2 separate regions of the Mus musculus genome follow, and region 1 is linked to region 2. A link is a contact called in public Micro-C data. All regions are on one chromosome and are shown on one strand. The core of a region is the stretch at or near the end of the contact, and the rest is flanking DNA. Distances in the headings are between cores, read along the strand shown.

Region 1 (3,554 bases), core at 178-2,677, 300 kb after region 2:
CGATGAAACTTCTCTTTTAGGTCTTCCTTTGTAGCCCAGGCTAGTGCATCTTCTGTGCGCCTTTAATTCTTTTCTTTCTTTTGTAGATAGGGTCTCAGTTTGTGTCCTCACTGGTCTTGAACTCACTATGTAGCCCTGACTGAGACTAGCTAAGGGAAGCCCTCCTACCTTCTGACTGGGATTCACAACCCTAGACCACAAGCTCTGCTATATTTAACACCTTTTAACCTTGTAGCCTCCACACTTTCTGACCCTGGAACACCTTTTTAAAATGTATAATTCAGTCAGGCAGTAGTGAGTGGTACACGCCTTTAATCCCAGCAGGCAGATCTCTGGCAGGCAGAGACAGGTGGACCTCTGAGTTCCAAGCCAGCCTGGTTCCAGGACAGCCAGGGGCTGCTACACAGAGAAACCCTATCTTGAAAAATCAAAAACCAAACAAGTATAAATAAACTGTAAAAGTCATACAACTAGTATTCATGGTTTAGGACGTGCTGATAAAAGACTGCATATTTTAAACAATCCATTCATTCTTTTGCTTCACCGAGGAATATTTTCTGTTGGTGGCCATGCCTACAGAAAGACGCCCCAGAAAGCTTCCTCAACGCCACTCTGGATTTGACCCTTCCAAACTGATGAGAACACTCACCTCAACATCACAGATATTAAAAACTGGAACAATTCGGAGAACATTAGCATGACCTCGACAGAAGGATGACAAGCAAACTCGTGAAGGATTCCTTATTTAAAAAAATAAAAATAATAAAATTTAAAAAAAAGTGATTCTCTGATTCCAGCTCCCACCCACAAGCCATCCCTGCCCTCCTGCATTTGGGAAGCCATGTATTAGCGTAGTAATCCGAATCAAATGTCCGGACCCCACTGTGAAGGCGAGCAAACATCTGTCATCCCAATTCTAGGGAGTTTTTGAAACCATTACTGAAAATTCAATTGTGGGAAATGTTGTATGGCCAAGATTTAAATGCCCCGGGCAATGCCATGGAGCAGGTTCCAGAGGGAAAACCCCTGCTTGGGTCCCAATAGGTTCCAGACCTTTGTATTGCTTCTAGGGCAAACTGAGCTGGGAGGCCTTCTGCTATGTCAGCAGTTCTGTCTACTGTGAGGAAGATGACGTTTTCAGGGTTTCCAGAAGTAACTTCCGCCGCCACAGCAGCCACCGCTGCAGCCGTTCCAGAAGCAGCTAAGAAACTGTCACCTCTGCCACCCTGAGTGGCACTTGCTCTGCCATGGGTGTCCCACTTGGTGACACGAAGTGCAGAAGCTCCCCCACCAACTGTATCCGAGCTGCAGTCACTGCCTTTGAGAAATTCCGACACCAGCCCAGCCAGGCAAGGAATGCAATCTTGGTCAACAGTCCTCTGGGGAGTTCCAAGCCCAGCACACCACACCCCTCCTTGTTCCCCTACAGGTGGCGTCAGTCATGCATGTCCCACAGTGTCTTATCTTTAATTGGGTGAAGAGGTGGCCGTCTCTCTAAGGGCAGGGTACAGCTTCCTGTCCCTCTGCTGGGAATGGTAGGGGCGCAGAGTGGGGCTCCTGTCTGGGTTGTCTGCTTCTAGAGACTGTGGGTGGAGAGGCTCAGAAAGGCTTGTCTTTGGTTGCCGTCTTGCTCAGGTCGGGAGATAATAAGTATGTCTCAGTGGGTATGGAATACGCACTCTGGGGTGTCTGGGGAGCTTCAAGGTACTCCCAGTATACATCTGTGTAAGTATGTTCATATACGTATGCACATATGCACCCTGTCATATACAGACTCTGCTTTTCCTCAGGTCACTTTCACACTTAGGTCTCTATCGGTAACTTACCACTCGGAAGCTTTCACCTCTCAGGGGGATCCTGGGGTGCATCCACCACAGAAGCCAGCTCACTTAAAACTTAGCTCAAAGTTCAGTTCACTTGACGACCACGTGCCCAAAGCTCATCCCTATCGGGTGCTTTTATTTTTTTATCATTTAGTTGTTGTAATATTACAAGTATGGAAGTCAGAGGGCAGCTTGCAGAAGTCGGCTCTCTCCTTCCACCACGTGGGTCCCAGCAAGTGTCAGCCTTGTCTGGTCTGTCTCACCTGCCCCTGAGTGGTTTTGTATCCACTTAGGCATTACATCCTTTCTGATTACATTGTCAGTATTTCAGTGCTTTTAATTTTTAAAAAGTTTTAGTAGTCGTCTCGTCGTCGTATCATCATTATCATCATCATCTATATTGATGGGGGCTGCTCATATCATGGCGTGGTGTGTCACAGGAGAATTCTGTGGAGTTAGTTCCCTTCTTGCATTTTCATACAGGTTTCAGGAACGGGGCCCAGACTGCTGAGTAACCTTGCTGGCCCTCTGTGACTTATATCTGTTTACACAAGAGTGCTTCTGAGTTATTGTCAGCCACATGTTTGTCTTTCCCTATGTTACCCGTTTTTAAAATAGTTTTTTTTTTAAAAAAAAAAACAAAGCTTAAAGTTTCTAGCAATAAATACAGTTGGTAGAAAAAATACATTGGGTTTTTATGTAATTTTTAAAACTGCAATTAAAAAAAAAAACAACACACAGAACAGAATTTATTAGCACTGAACTGTCTTGAAGCCAGGCATGGTAGTATAAACTATAAAGCCAGCACTCTGGAGATAGAGGTAGGTGCACCAGGAGTCCAAGGCTAACCTTAGCTACATAGTGAGTTTGAGGCTAGCCTGGAATATATGAGACCTTGTCTTAAAAAAAAAGATAAGTTTTAAAACTAATTTAAAATATAGTGTTCAGTAGTATACATTGTGTTCACATTATTGTACAGTAGGTATCTGGAATAACTGTCTTTCATAACTAAAACTAAGCCATTGAACAACTCTCCATTTTCTCCTTCCCTTTTGGTTATCCCGTTCCATTTCTGTGTGTGTGTGTGTGTGTGTGTGTGTGTGTGTGTGTGTGTGTGTGTGTTTTCATGCATTCGTGGGTTTGTGAGGGGTGCATTCATGTGGGTATATGTGTGAATATGCATGTGTATGTGTGTGTGCGTGCTTGTGTGGATTTGGGGGGGAGTGTGTGCATGTATATGCATGTGTGGGTATGTGTGCATCCATGTATGTTTTTGTGTGCATGTATGTATCTCATGTAGATGGAGCATACATATTGGTTTGGTTGGTGGATGTTTTCATGCAGCATAGTGTCCTTGCATTCACCCACACTGTGGTATGTGGCAAGACTTTCTTTTGTAAAAACGAAGACTGTTCCACAACTGTCCCCTCAGGAGCCCATGTTCCCTGGGTGAGTCTTATTGTCCTTACATTGTTCTGAGTGCCTCTCTTCCATCCCTCATGCTCAGGCCTATGTTAAATGTCTTTATTAAACTTCATGTGTGCCACGACATGCATGTGTGCACATTCACACACACAAGCATACATGATAAATGCAATTTTAAAAAGGTTCTCAAGACAGAGTGAGAGCAGTTTGTTTCCACGGGGGATGGAGGGCACCACAGAGCCGCTGCTGTGCCCGGGCTGAGGAGCAGCCCTTTCTGTCAAGGGAGGGTCATCCTCTTCCTCTGAG
Region 2 (3,169 bases), core at 656-3,155:
CTGCTTCTCTAAGGAACTCCTCAGCTTCAGTTGTGTTCTTCTTAAAAGACCTGAAACTCTCATAAGTTTGTTTGTTTGTTTGTTTGTTTCTAAAAAGATGAGTAACTCCCATATTTCTTGCCAGGGTACAGTTGGGCATACTGGGATACATCCAAAGTCCTTTGACCACATTCCAGAACCAGGTTCCTCAGAGATTCCCACCCCACCTTCAATGACTCTGTGTCGTCAGCCCCACCATCATCAATGGCCAAGGCACAAACACGTCTCCGCTGCCTGCGTATTTTCCCTACGTGTCTGCTCCACACTCCCTTAAAGTCTGACATCATGACCTGTCTCTGTCTCCAAACCCACACAGAGGCAGCGATTTGGAGTGTCCTCCCTCCAGATTCCCACCCTCATACCTTTCAAAAAATCTTTTGCATGAGGTCTATTGCATGGCATGATTTTTGTGGCATTCTTGGCTCAGGGTTGCCTTGAAACCCTTTCAGATAGAGCCCAGATTTCCTCTGCATCTGGTTTTAAGCACCTGCAGAGGAGTAGCTGCTTTTGTTAGTGCCTTTCCATGATGAGCCTTGAGACCCTGAAAGGCAATGACCTCCTAAGCGCTATGGTGTTCTGCCACCAGCCTCTCTTCACACCCCAGTTCCCTCTGTGGAGCACCTGGTGACCTCCAAACAGGCTGATCACCCCCAGCCTCTCAGCCCACCATGTTCATTTCCATCTTTGACTGCTAGGATGCCTTCCCATTTCCCTCTGCTTGTTCATATCCTACTCATATGCCAGCACCTACCTCATTCTTCCTGGAACCCAGAGATCTTTCCATCTTTGCTGCCTACTTTAGTATATGAGCATAGCAGGTTGGTAGTAGGTAGTCAGTAAGGCCTTTCTCTGGTTACTTGGATAGAAGAAACGCACCTAGCAACGCTGATAAGAAATCTATCATCAGCCAACAGGACGATGCCACCTTATATTTGAGGATCTTATAGCATCTGTGGAGGCAGACCTTCAATATTCTGAAATAATTAAAGGGATTAGGTGGGCAGTGGGAGCCAAGATCGGCTGTGCTGAGCAGCGAGCACACCTCCCATTAACCCTCAGTTGTGCCTTTCACTTGACCCCGCTCTGAAGCAGGCAGAAACTCTGTTCCTTGACTACCAACTGACTTGGGTGGTAGTTCCTCCTTGTGGACAGGGACGTACTGGAGGCCCTTGATCCCTTCTGGAAATCGTCTAGGGTACCATGTAATGGCTAGCCAGGTCAGAATCAGTCCAGGAAGTTGCGGAAGCCCACACTGCCTCCACTGCCAGAGAGGTAGGTGTAGGTGTACTTGACAGAGTCTACAGAACACTGGGCTGGAGGGGGTTTCTTCTTATTCCTACCACATCCTGGAAGACCCCGAGGCTCTAGGCAACCGGTCCACAGCCACAGTGCCTCTAATCATCTCACAGCTCATGTTTTTGCTTCTGGGAGAGTGCATGCCTGCCTAGCTCCGTTGCCAGCGTTTCCATCGCACGCCTGGGGGCTGCGAGTTACAAAAGTGGCTTTTCTACAGTCAGTTTCAAGCCAGCCTGGCTCCAGTCCCTCATTCTCCTTTGTCAATGAAGCAAAGATAGGGTTGTTCCCGGTTTTGTGTCTTGCAGCGAGGCAGCCCTCTCCCTGCCCTTTCTCTCTCTCTCAGAACCCCCATTTGTGCCTTGCACTTGACCCTGCTCTGAAGCAGGAAGAAACTCTATTCTAGGCACAGACCTTGGGCGCTTGGCTTCTTATTTCTACCTTTCCTTTTAGCCTGTATGGGGCAGATCTGGGGATGCCAGGAAGGAGGGAGTAAGTTGGAACACTGCAGCAGCTCATAGGTTGAGCAAGAAGACCAAGTCACCCTCCTGGGGAATTCCCCTCACCCGGCAGCTGGGTGTGTTGGGATACTGCCTTAGGCTGGAGGACAGGCTAGATCTGGTTTCTGTGAAGCTGCTAGGGAATAATGCCCTGTGAGTTTTTGTCAAATAGAGGCATTTCTTTCCCATTTTAAAAACCGGATATCTTTTTCAGGAGGCCTCTGTTAGGGCTTATCCCTCCTGGTTTGCCCTTTCCCTCCTGTGTCCCGCCCCCCGCCCGCCCGCCCCCCTTCAACTCCCAGGCAGCTCTACTCTTGCTCTAGCCCCTGCAAAACAGTGTGACTGAGCCTCTTAACCCCCACCCCCACCCTTCAGTTTCTTAGTACCCAGCTGTTGTCTGTGTTTCCTGGGGTTAAGAAGTTGATCATGTGCACCCATCCAACCCAAAGAGTAGTTTGGTGGAAAAGGTGACACTTGATGAAGAGGAATAAGTTCAGTGTAGTTTTTCTAAGCCACCAAGGCACACCAAATTAATGATGTGCCTTCCAGTCTGTGACTAATTATTACTTTAATTAATTGAATTTATTTATTTTAGCCAGGTGATACATTTGTATAAACCTCAGTGGACGCTGAGTCAGAAGGGTTGTTCTGAGTTCTGGGCCAGTGTGTACACATAAGAAAAGCCTGCTTTGAAAATAGAAATATCCGGGCATGGGTATGGGGTGCTATGAAATCCTGTCCCCCCCAGCCTCTAGTCACATTCACTACCTGCTGGGGGAAGGAGTTGGTTTCCTTCAGGATGTGAGCCCTGAGATATGGGTCCTACCCTTGCACACACAGGTAACACCAAATGTACTCTGTGTGTGTGTGTGTGTGTGTGTGTGTGTGTGTGGGGAGAGAGAGAGAGAGAGAGAGAGAGAGAGAGAGAGAGAGAGAGAGAAGAGAGAGAGAACATGAAGTTGGGAGAAAAGTGGTAAGAGATATAGGAAAGGAAATTGGGAGCAGATTTAATACAAAACAAATGTGTGTGTATAACTATTAAATATGTTTTAAAGATAAAATAAATACAAGGTGAAAAAATACAGCCAATAAACAAAAGCACGCGGGTTGGGAATGTATCTCCTTGGTGGAACATGGTACTTAGCATGCTGCAGGGCCTGGACACAATCTCTAGCACCCTAGCATCTTCAAACAGCAAAAGAAAACACTTCAATCAAGTTATTTTGATGTACACCTAACACCTTCATACTCCCTGGTAATCTCCTGAAAGCACGGCCATCAGTTGAACAGCATCAATCTGGAGTTGGAGATGCAGAATCGAGGCCTCACACAAACCG

The links. Hi-C and Micro-C count contacts between places; a contact is called where the count stands out from the background.
Region 1: a Micro-C map of the HL-1 cell line shows a contact between it and region 2, with 2.2 times the contacts expected there. The contact joins two enhancer-like sites. A contact is called at or near these places in 10 of 39 promoter capture datasets (the C10 cell line, the HPC-7 cell line, cranial neural crest and 7 more), 3 of 15 datasets of contacts at CTCF or cohesin (the NIH/3T3 cell line, large pre-B cells and pro-B cells), 176 of 484 Hi-C or Micro-C datasets (the AML12 cell line, the AtT-20 cell line, B cells and 96 more), 31 of 115 datasets of contacts at active chromatin or transcription factors (CD4 T cells, CD8 T cells, the HPC-7 cell line and 23 more) and 4 of 9 other capture datasets (adipose tissue, embryonic tail, liver and 1 more).

Annotation. Positions count from the first base shown.
Region 1 is chr5:107,302,299-107,305,852 of GRCm38.p6, forward strand. It overlaps the pseudogene Gm22557. Among named protein-coding and RNA genes, the nearest start is that of Tgfbr3, 14 kb to the left of the region's middle. Within about 2 kb of position 1,428, at least 32 of the 459 cell types and tissues checked have an H3K27ac peak or open chromatin away from gene starts, as enhancers often do. A contact at or near this core is called in the HL-1 cell line, where this site is marked.
Region 2 is chr5:107,000,081-107,003,249 of GRCm38.p6, forward strand. No RefSeq gene overlaps it. Among named protein-coding and RNA genes, the nearest start is that of Cdc7, 37 kb to the left of the region's middle. Within about 2 kb of position 1,906, at least 65 of the 459 cell types and tissues checked have an H3K27ac peak or open chromatin away from gene starts, as enhancers often do. A contact at or near this core is called in the HL-1 cell line, where this site is marked.